Regions from separate parts of the Pan troglodytes genome. Here region 1 is linked to region 2. A link is a contact called in public HiChIP or PLAC-seq data. All regions are on one chromosome and are shown on one strand. The core of a region is the stretch at or near the end of the contact, and the rest is flanking DNA. Distances in the headings are between cores, read along the strand shown.

Region 1 (3,589 bases), core at 695-3,194, 380 kb after region 2:
GACCAGCCTGACCGACATGATGAAACCCTGTCTCTACTAAAAATACAAAAATTAGTCGGGCATGGTGGTGCCTGCCTGTAATCCCAGCTACTCAGGAGGCTGAGGCAGGAGAATCGCTTGAACCCAGGAGGCGGAGGTTGCAGTGAGCTGAGATCATGCCACTGCACTCCAGCCTGGGCAACAGGGCAAGACTCCGTCTAAGAAAAAAAATACAAAAAAAAAAAGGGAATCCCTGCTGTCTGCAGTAGGCCAATCAAGTGTCCAAGAATCGTGAGAATGTGCTTCCCCGTCACCACCACCAGCCCACACCCACACCAAAATATGTCACCCTTCAATCCCTTCAAGTCTGTCTGCTCAGCATCCTGATCCAAACAAGCCACTTTAAAAAGTGCAGTTATGAGACAATTCGAACACTGACTGGACTACTGTTTATACTTTTAGATGTGATACTGTGGTTATGTTTTTCTAAAAGTCCTTGTCTGTTAGAGATACACACTGAAGTGTTTACAGAGAGAATGATACAATCGCTGTCTGGAATCCGCTTCAATACCATCCAGTGTTGGAGGGTGGGTAGTGGGGTTAGGGGGTTTTGAGGAAACAAGATTGGCCCGGTCTATCAGCATTGATGCTGGGTGAGATAGGTAAATGGGGGTTCATTATACACTTTACTTTTGAAAATGAAGTTTTTCGTAATAAAAAGTTGAAAGAAAGAAGGAAGGGAGATGGGAAGGCAGGGAAAGGAGAAAGGGAAGGAGAGAAGGAAAAGATTCTGCTCAAATGTCCCTTTGGAAACCTTCCTTGACCCCCGCCTTGGTGTGGGGCCAGGGGAATGGGGAGGCTGTTTTCTGCTCAGCCAGAGCAACAAGGCCCATGTGGAGACAGGAGGGACATCTGGGGAGCAGTCCCAAGCCACAGAGTCCTTCTGGGGACCAGCCACACCATGAAGAGAGAGCAGAACAGGGAGCATAGCACAGACCCATGACATAGCACTGTGCCGTGACATCAGCTGGCAAAGGCCCATGGGACCAGGAGGGAGGCATTAGAAGGGCGAACACTAGCAGCTGTTGAGTAGGAAGAAATGTGAGCCGACTTCTCTACCTAAGGAAGCGGTGGCAAGGCCGTGGAGGTTCGGGATGGGGACGGGTTCCAGGATTAGAGTGCTTTTTTTTTTTTGAAGGAGGAGAGGCTATCGTAGCCGCAGGTACCGAGCATCTGGTGTCTGGAGAGATGCAGCTACTCAAGGCAGTTTCTGATCTGGAACCAGGAAGTCTCTGTTTCCCCACCAGCCAGCAAACGTTCTGGACTTGGTGCTGGGCCTGCCACCACCAAAGGTGGAGATGCCCCACATACCTGCGTCAGGCATGACAGGTCACCCCTGAGTCCTTGGGTCTCCCCAAGGCTTCTCCAGGGCTTCCCAACAGGGCTGAGATTGAAGAAAACGCTCAAGGTCCATCCCACTGCTCCGACCCTCTCACCAGAAGAAAAGGGCTGTGTCCCAAGAGCAGCCTGCTTGGAAAAAGAATATGTGGGATGACTTGTCCAGATCTGCCCAGGGAGGCTGGGAATGGAGAGAGAGAGGAATCTGCCCACCAGTTGGGGGAAAAGTGGATTTCGCAACAACCTTGATGATACTAAATGCTTGGGGGGCCTGGGAAGACCAAATGTTTAATATTTGGAGAAGAGGCTGTCTAAACAGAGTAATTAGGAGGCTCCTTTGTAGTGATATGAAAGAGATGAATTGGGTATATTTGACATCAAAGACAGGAGATCCAGTGGGGAATGAGGCCCACGGCCGGGCGTGGGCAGCGCTGGAGGACAGGCTCTCCCAGTGTGCTGCGGGGGAGGGCAGCCCCTGCAGTGTGCGTGATGAGTGCTGGGAAACCCCCAAGTAACACTTCCCCACTCATTTAACACACTTCCTAAAACCTCTCCTCCCCAAAAGCCACTTTGCAAAAGCAGCGTTTACCACCAACCACGAGAAACACAGGAGCCTGCCTTCCACTGTTTACCATTGGGCAGGAAGTCGTTTATGGACCATTCTCTTGCCCAGGCTAAAGTGGACACTGAGGGCCGGTTGTGGGTGCCACCAGGCAAGCTAGGGCATCGGAGTTCAGCAGAGCTGGGTGGGAATTCTGCTTCTCCCTCCACTACCTGGGTAACCCTGGGCAAGTCACTTAGCCTCTCCGAGCATAAACTGCTTTGCTTGTAATATGCAAATAGTAAGGGGTGGGGGAAATTTTCTTTTCTTTTTCTTTTTTTTTTTTGAGACAGAGTCTCCCTCTGTCACCCAGGCTGGAGTGCAGTAGTGTGATCTCGGCTCATTGCAACCTCCGCCTCCTGGGTTCAAGCAATTCTCATGCCTCAGCCTCCTGAGTAGCTGGGATTACAGGCGCCCGCCACCACTCCCAGCTAATTTTTGTATTTTTAGTAGGGACGAGGTTTCACCATGTTGGTCAGGCTGGTGTCAAACTCCTGACCTCGTGACCTGCCCTCCTTGGCCTTCCAAAGTGCTGGGATTACAGGCATGATGGAGATGATACTCCCTAAATCACAAGGGTGTGGTGTGAAGATGAAATGGCTGCACATGACAGAGGAGTTGGAGAACAGGAAGCAAGTGGATCACTTGGATGAGCTGTGATGGGCCCAAGAAGAACTAAGCCAATCACTCCAGGGGGCGTTTTCCCAGGATCCAGGCAGAGAGCTGATTCCAGCATCCACGACGTATCCCCCTCCCCCTGTGGCCGGGGTCTCCAAGAGCCAGGCACCCACTGCAGAGCTTCCAAGCCCAGGCCCATTTGAACACAGGAGGACTTTTGAGGTTCATTTAACCCCAAAATCAGTGATTCTACATCTCAAGCTCATATTTTGAAGTGTTTACAGGTAAGTCATATGATACTGGTATTTATTTTTTAAATATTCTAGCCGAAAGTACATGGTAGACAAAGTGAGAATGTCAGAATGTTGATAATAAGTGAAACTAGACGAAGATACATGAAAGTTTAATTTTGATTCTCACCTACTTTCATGTGCATTAGGAAACTTTCATAATAAGTTAAAGTAACAAAATAGGCCAGACTCGGCTGCTCATGCCTGCAATCCCAGCACTTTGGGCGGCTGAGGCAGGCGGATTACTTGAGGTCACGAGTTTGAGACCAGCCTGGCCAACGTGGCGAAACCCCATCTCCCCTAGAAAATTAAAAAAAAAAAAAAATTGTAGCTGGGCGTGGTGGCAGGCCCCTGTAATCCCACCTACTCAGGAGGCTGAGGCAGGAGAATCGCTTGAGCCTCGGAGGCGGAGGTTGCAGTGAGCCAAGATTGCGCCATTGCACTCCAGCCTGGGTGAGAGAGCGAGACTCCATCTCTGAATAAATAAAGTAACAAAATACATTTCAGTCTCGAGCTCCAATTCCCTGCCGGGAAGAGCTGAAGCTGACCTCTGGCACCCCCTGCTTCTTCTCCCTCATCCCTAAAACATGTGGGGTACTGGGTGCCAAAGGAGATCTGAAGATGGCCACCACTCAGACCAGCAGGAGAGGCCAAGAAGGTGGTGAGAAATTATAAGGTATTGTAGCATATGCTCTCCAGGGTG
Region 2 (3,513 bases), core at 411-2,910:
TCACCAAAGATCAAATCTCTATGCATGTTTGTTTTCTTGATGTCTTCTTTATTCTAACCCGGCTAGACTTGTATTTGGAAGATGGCTACCCACCATCCAGGGGACCCGTTTTTTTGAGGACATGCAGAAAGAATGGGTTACCTCTGAAGCGCTCTCAGAAAATGAAAGAAAAACTTTTCCCAACAAAGACCAGGAAATTGCTCCTCATTGGCCCAAATATGTTACGCTCATTGCCAGCCAATAACTGTGGCAGGGAATGGGATTCTGCTGATTTAGGTTGGAATTATGCTACGTTGCTTAGATTGGGACCACATGCCCCTGTAAGTAGGCAGAGCAGGGATGTGACTAAGAACTGGGCTTGTTTACCAAGATAAGGAAGAGTGGATACTGGGGAGTCTAGGCCACCATAAGTTTCAGGTACAGCCAATGCAAAGCCTTGGAAATCCACCTGACAGCTCCGGTTGTACCGTCCGCCCTCCGTATCTGGGGTTTCCAAATTCCGGGATTCAATCAACTGAAAACAAGAAATGTAGTTAGGCTTACCAGGCCTGAAAATACATGAAAATATAGAGCCTAAAATATAGCCTGAAAATGTACTGAAAATATAGAGATTTCTTTGGATGATTATTTCCTAAATACACCTTAACAACTATTCACATAGCATTTGCATTGTATTAGGTTTTATAAGTAATCTAGAGATGATTTAAAGTATATGGGGAAATACATCATTTTTATGTAAGAGACTTGAACGTCTTAGAAAATCCAGAGTCTGCGAACCAATCCCACGGATATAGAGACAACTGTACTAACTACAGTAATGGCATATGGTAGCTGAATCTACCTCTCTTTCCATCCCAGTCCGGAATCCAAAGGCTCCTTCTTGCCATGTTGTCCTCGGGCGTTGGCTGCTTCCTCCCATTTGTTACTTTGGAAGTGTCTTCTTTCCTCAGTGTTTCTTCTGCGTGGGCCTTACCGGTCTTTACTGCACTCACTTACCTAAGAGGCAAAACACTGGCTGCCATTCAAGAAAATCTCACTTTAGCCCAGAATCGAAGAACTGGGGCTTCTTTTGTCTTCTTTCTACTCTGGGGCTTCTTTGAGGCCAAGTTCAGAACTTGTGCACAAGACAGTGGCTGTGTGACAGAGCCACCCAGGGCTGTCTCCGTTAGATGAAGAGACTGGCTTGATCCATTCCCAAGAACTAGTCCCACGTGCAGTTCGGTGGCTCCGAATGGGATTTGGGTGCGAGGGGGTGATTGGAGATGTGGGGTCTGGGTGAGTGGGGTATTTGAGAACCTGAAGCTCACAAGGCTTTGTCTGGTTTGAGGGACGTTTTGCCCTTTCTCCCGCATTCGGCTCTGCATCGAATCTGACCGGCCGCGCCTACTCTCGGAACGGCCGAGGAGGATGGGTCTCCCGTCCCCACACGCGCGGTGTCTGCGCCGACTGCAGCCCTCCTGGACGGGAGCCTCTGGGCCCAGCTTAGGGTGGCGTCCAGCGTGACCTACTCGGGAATGGCAGCCTTCAGTGTCCTGCGGCCTCGGGTTCCGGGAAGCTCGGGGACCTGGGCAGCGGATCCAGATGCTTCCACAGCTGTGTCTCCGTCGCTCCGCTTCGGGGGCCGAGAACCAGCAAGACCAACGCGAGGAGGCGCCACGGTGCCTGCCACCCCGCTCCCAGGAGGCCCGGACGAGGCTTCGTCGGCGAGCGGTCGGGGCCTGCTTCTCGAGGTGCCTGCGAGCGCCTCATGCCCCTCCCCACCGGCCCCAACTCCGTCCCGCCTCACCCGACCGCGGGCTTTGTCCACCCGCCGCGGTGCGGCTCCTCCCAGTCCCCGCCAGCTCCTCCCCGCCCCCTCTGCCGGCCCCACTTCCTAGGCGGCGGAGCGGGTCGGGGAGGGAAGGGTTAACCCGCGGCTCTTCCCGGCGCGGAGGGATCCGGAGGCGAGCCGAGCGCGGTGGTGAGGCCGCCTCAGCGAAAAAAATGTCCGCCTGAAGAGACCCACAAGTTCTATTCGGGGGGACCGACAGCCCGCCCCGGGAGGAAGGGGCGGCCAGGCCCGAAAGCCGCCTCCCCCTCCCAGACCCGAGAGCTCGTGCGGGGCAAAGTGAACCGAGCCGCTGGGCGGTGCAAGGGGAAGCCCAAGCCCGTTCTCCCGGCCAAAGTGAACTTTAATCGGGGTGGTTGGATGCGGAGACGGGGCGGCAGGTAATTGCGGGCTAGCGAGCGGGAGTGGGGCGGCGCGGCGGGGCCGGGGGCTGCGGGGCGCCGCCGCGTCCCTGCCGGAGCGGGGGCGCCCCCGTCCCCCGCCTCAACTCCGCGCCCCTTTGTACAGCGCCAAACCCGGGGTCCCCTCCAAGTTGGGGAGCGGAGTGGGGGCGGAGGCTCGAGTCGCGGGCGCTCAGGCCCGCTGGCGGCGCGCTCGGCCTGTGCGCCCCGTTCGGCGCCCGACTCGGGCCGGCGCCCAGGCTCCGGGGCGCGCGGGAGATCGGGCGGCTTCGGCCGCGGAGCCAGGCTCATTGTTCGGCAGGTCCGGGGCAGGGCAGCAAAAGTGGGAGGAGGCCGAGCCTGGGGAGGAGGACGCCGGCCGAGAGCGAGACTAGTTGTCGGGGTTTCTGTTTTCTGTTTAAAAACGCCCCTTGGATGAGCTGGGGGTGCTTTCCGACTCCCTGGGCCCGCCGGGGACGTCCGGGCGGCGGCGGCCGCAGACGCGGGCCTGCGAGCGGCGCGTTCCCTGCAACTTGTCAGTTCTATTGTTGCCGAGCGAGTGAGTCACTTCGCATCTCCGCTCGCCGCCGCTCCGCTCGCTGGACGCCGAATTGCCCCTCACCCCGCTCCTCGAGACCCCAGTCGCGGCCGGGCCCGGCGCGCGGAGCACCCGGCGGCGGCGCGGAGCAGGGGGCGCCGAGGAGGTGGCAGAGACTGGCTCGGAAACTTGGGGGAGAGGCGGCGAGTTGCGGGAGCCGCCGCGTCGGTCTCGGGCCGCGGCGAGGAACGCGTGGATTCCGGGACCCGGCGCGGGCACTGAGCCCTCCCGCCCCTTGCTCGCGCCGCGGTGGGAGCGAGTCGGGGTCCTGGAAGTCATCCCGGCGCCCCCAGCGCTCTTGCGTAATCTTCCCCAGTACCTCTCTCTGTGCCCTCACACACTTTGGGCCTCGGTGGTCTCTCGCTGAGCCCGTTTCCTCTGCCCTAGGACCTGCTAGAAGTGGCCGAAGATGAATCCCCAGCAACAACGCATGGCCGCTATAGGGACCGACAAGGAGCTGAGCGACCTACTGGACTTCAGTGCGGTATGAGAGCTTTCCACGGCATCTTGGGGTTCTGCTGAGGTTTTTGTTTGTTTGTTTGTTTCCTTTAAATAAAGGGTGAGGGGAAGCAACGTGGAGACTAGGCAGCGTGAACTCCATCTGCTTTCTGCTTAAGCAGTAGTTCTCAGGGCTGGAGTCCAGCTCCCCCAAGTTGGACACCTGAACTTTGATGTAATGTCTAGACTTGCACATTTAAAACTTTAAT

Evidence for each region. HiChIP or PLAC-seq counts read pairs in DNA pulled down with a chosen protein or histone mark.
Region 1: a contact with region 2 is called in an H3K4me3 HiChIP or PLAC-seq map of stem cell-derived excitatory neurons, with 5 times the contacts expected there. The contact joins the promoter of LOC746315 here to the promoter of TCF12 in region 2. A contact is called at or near these places in 1 of 7 Hi-C or Micro-C datasets (stem cell-derived neural progenitor cells) and 1 of 1 datasets of contacts at active chromatin or transcription factors (stem cell-derived excitatory neurons).

What each region holds. Positions count from the first base shown.
Region 1 is chr16:49,309,872-49,313,460 of NHGRI_mPanTro3-v2.0_pri, forward strand. LOC746315 reads left to right here and starts at 1,945. Exons shown (of 3, transcript XR_010151712.1): 1 at 1,945-2,880.
Region 2 is chr16:48,932,371-48,935,883 of NHGRI_mPanTro3-v2.0_pri, forward strand. It overlaps TCF12 (transcription factor 12), which reads left to right and starts at 1,661. Exons shown (of 20, transcript XM_016927652.4): 1 at 1,661-2,208; 2 at 3,194-3,290. The coding sequence starts at 3,216. It overlaps LOC134808534, which reads right to left and starts at 980. Exons shown (of 4, transcript XM_063795048.1): 1 at 842-980; 2 at 367-514.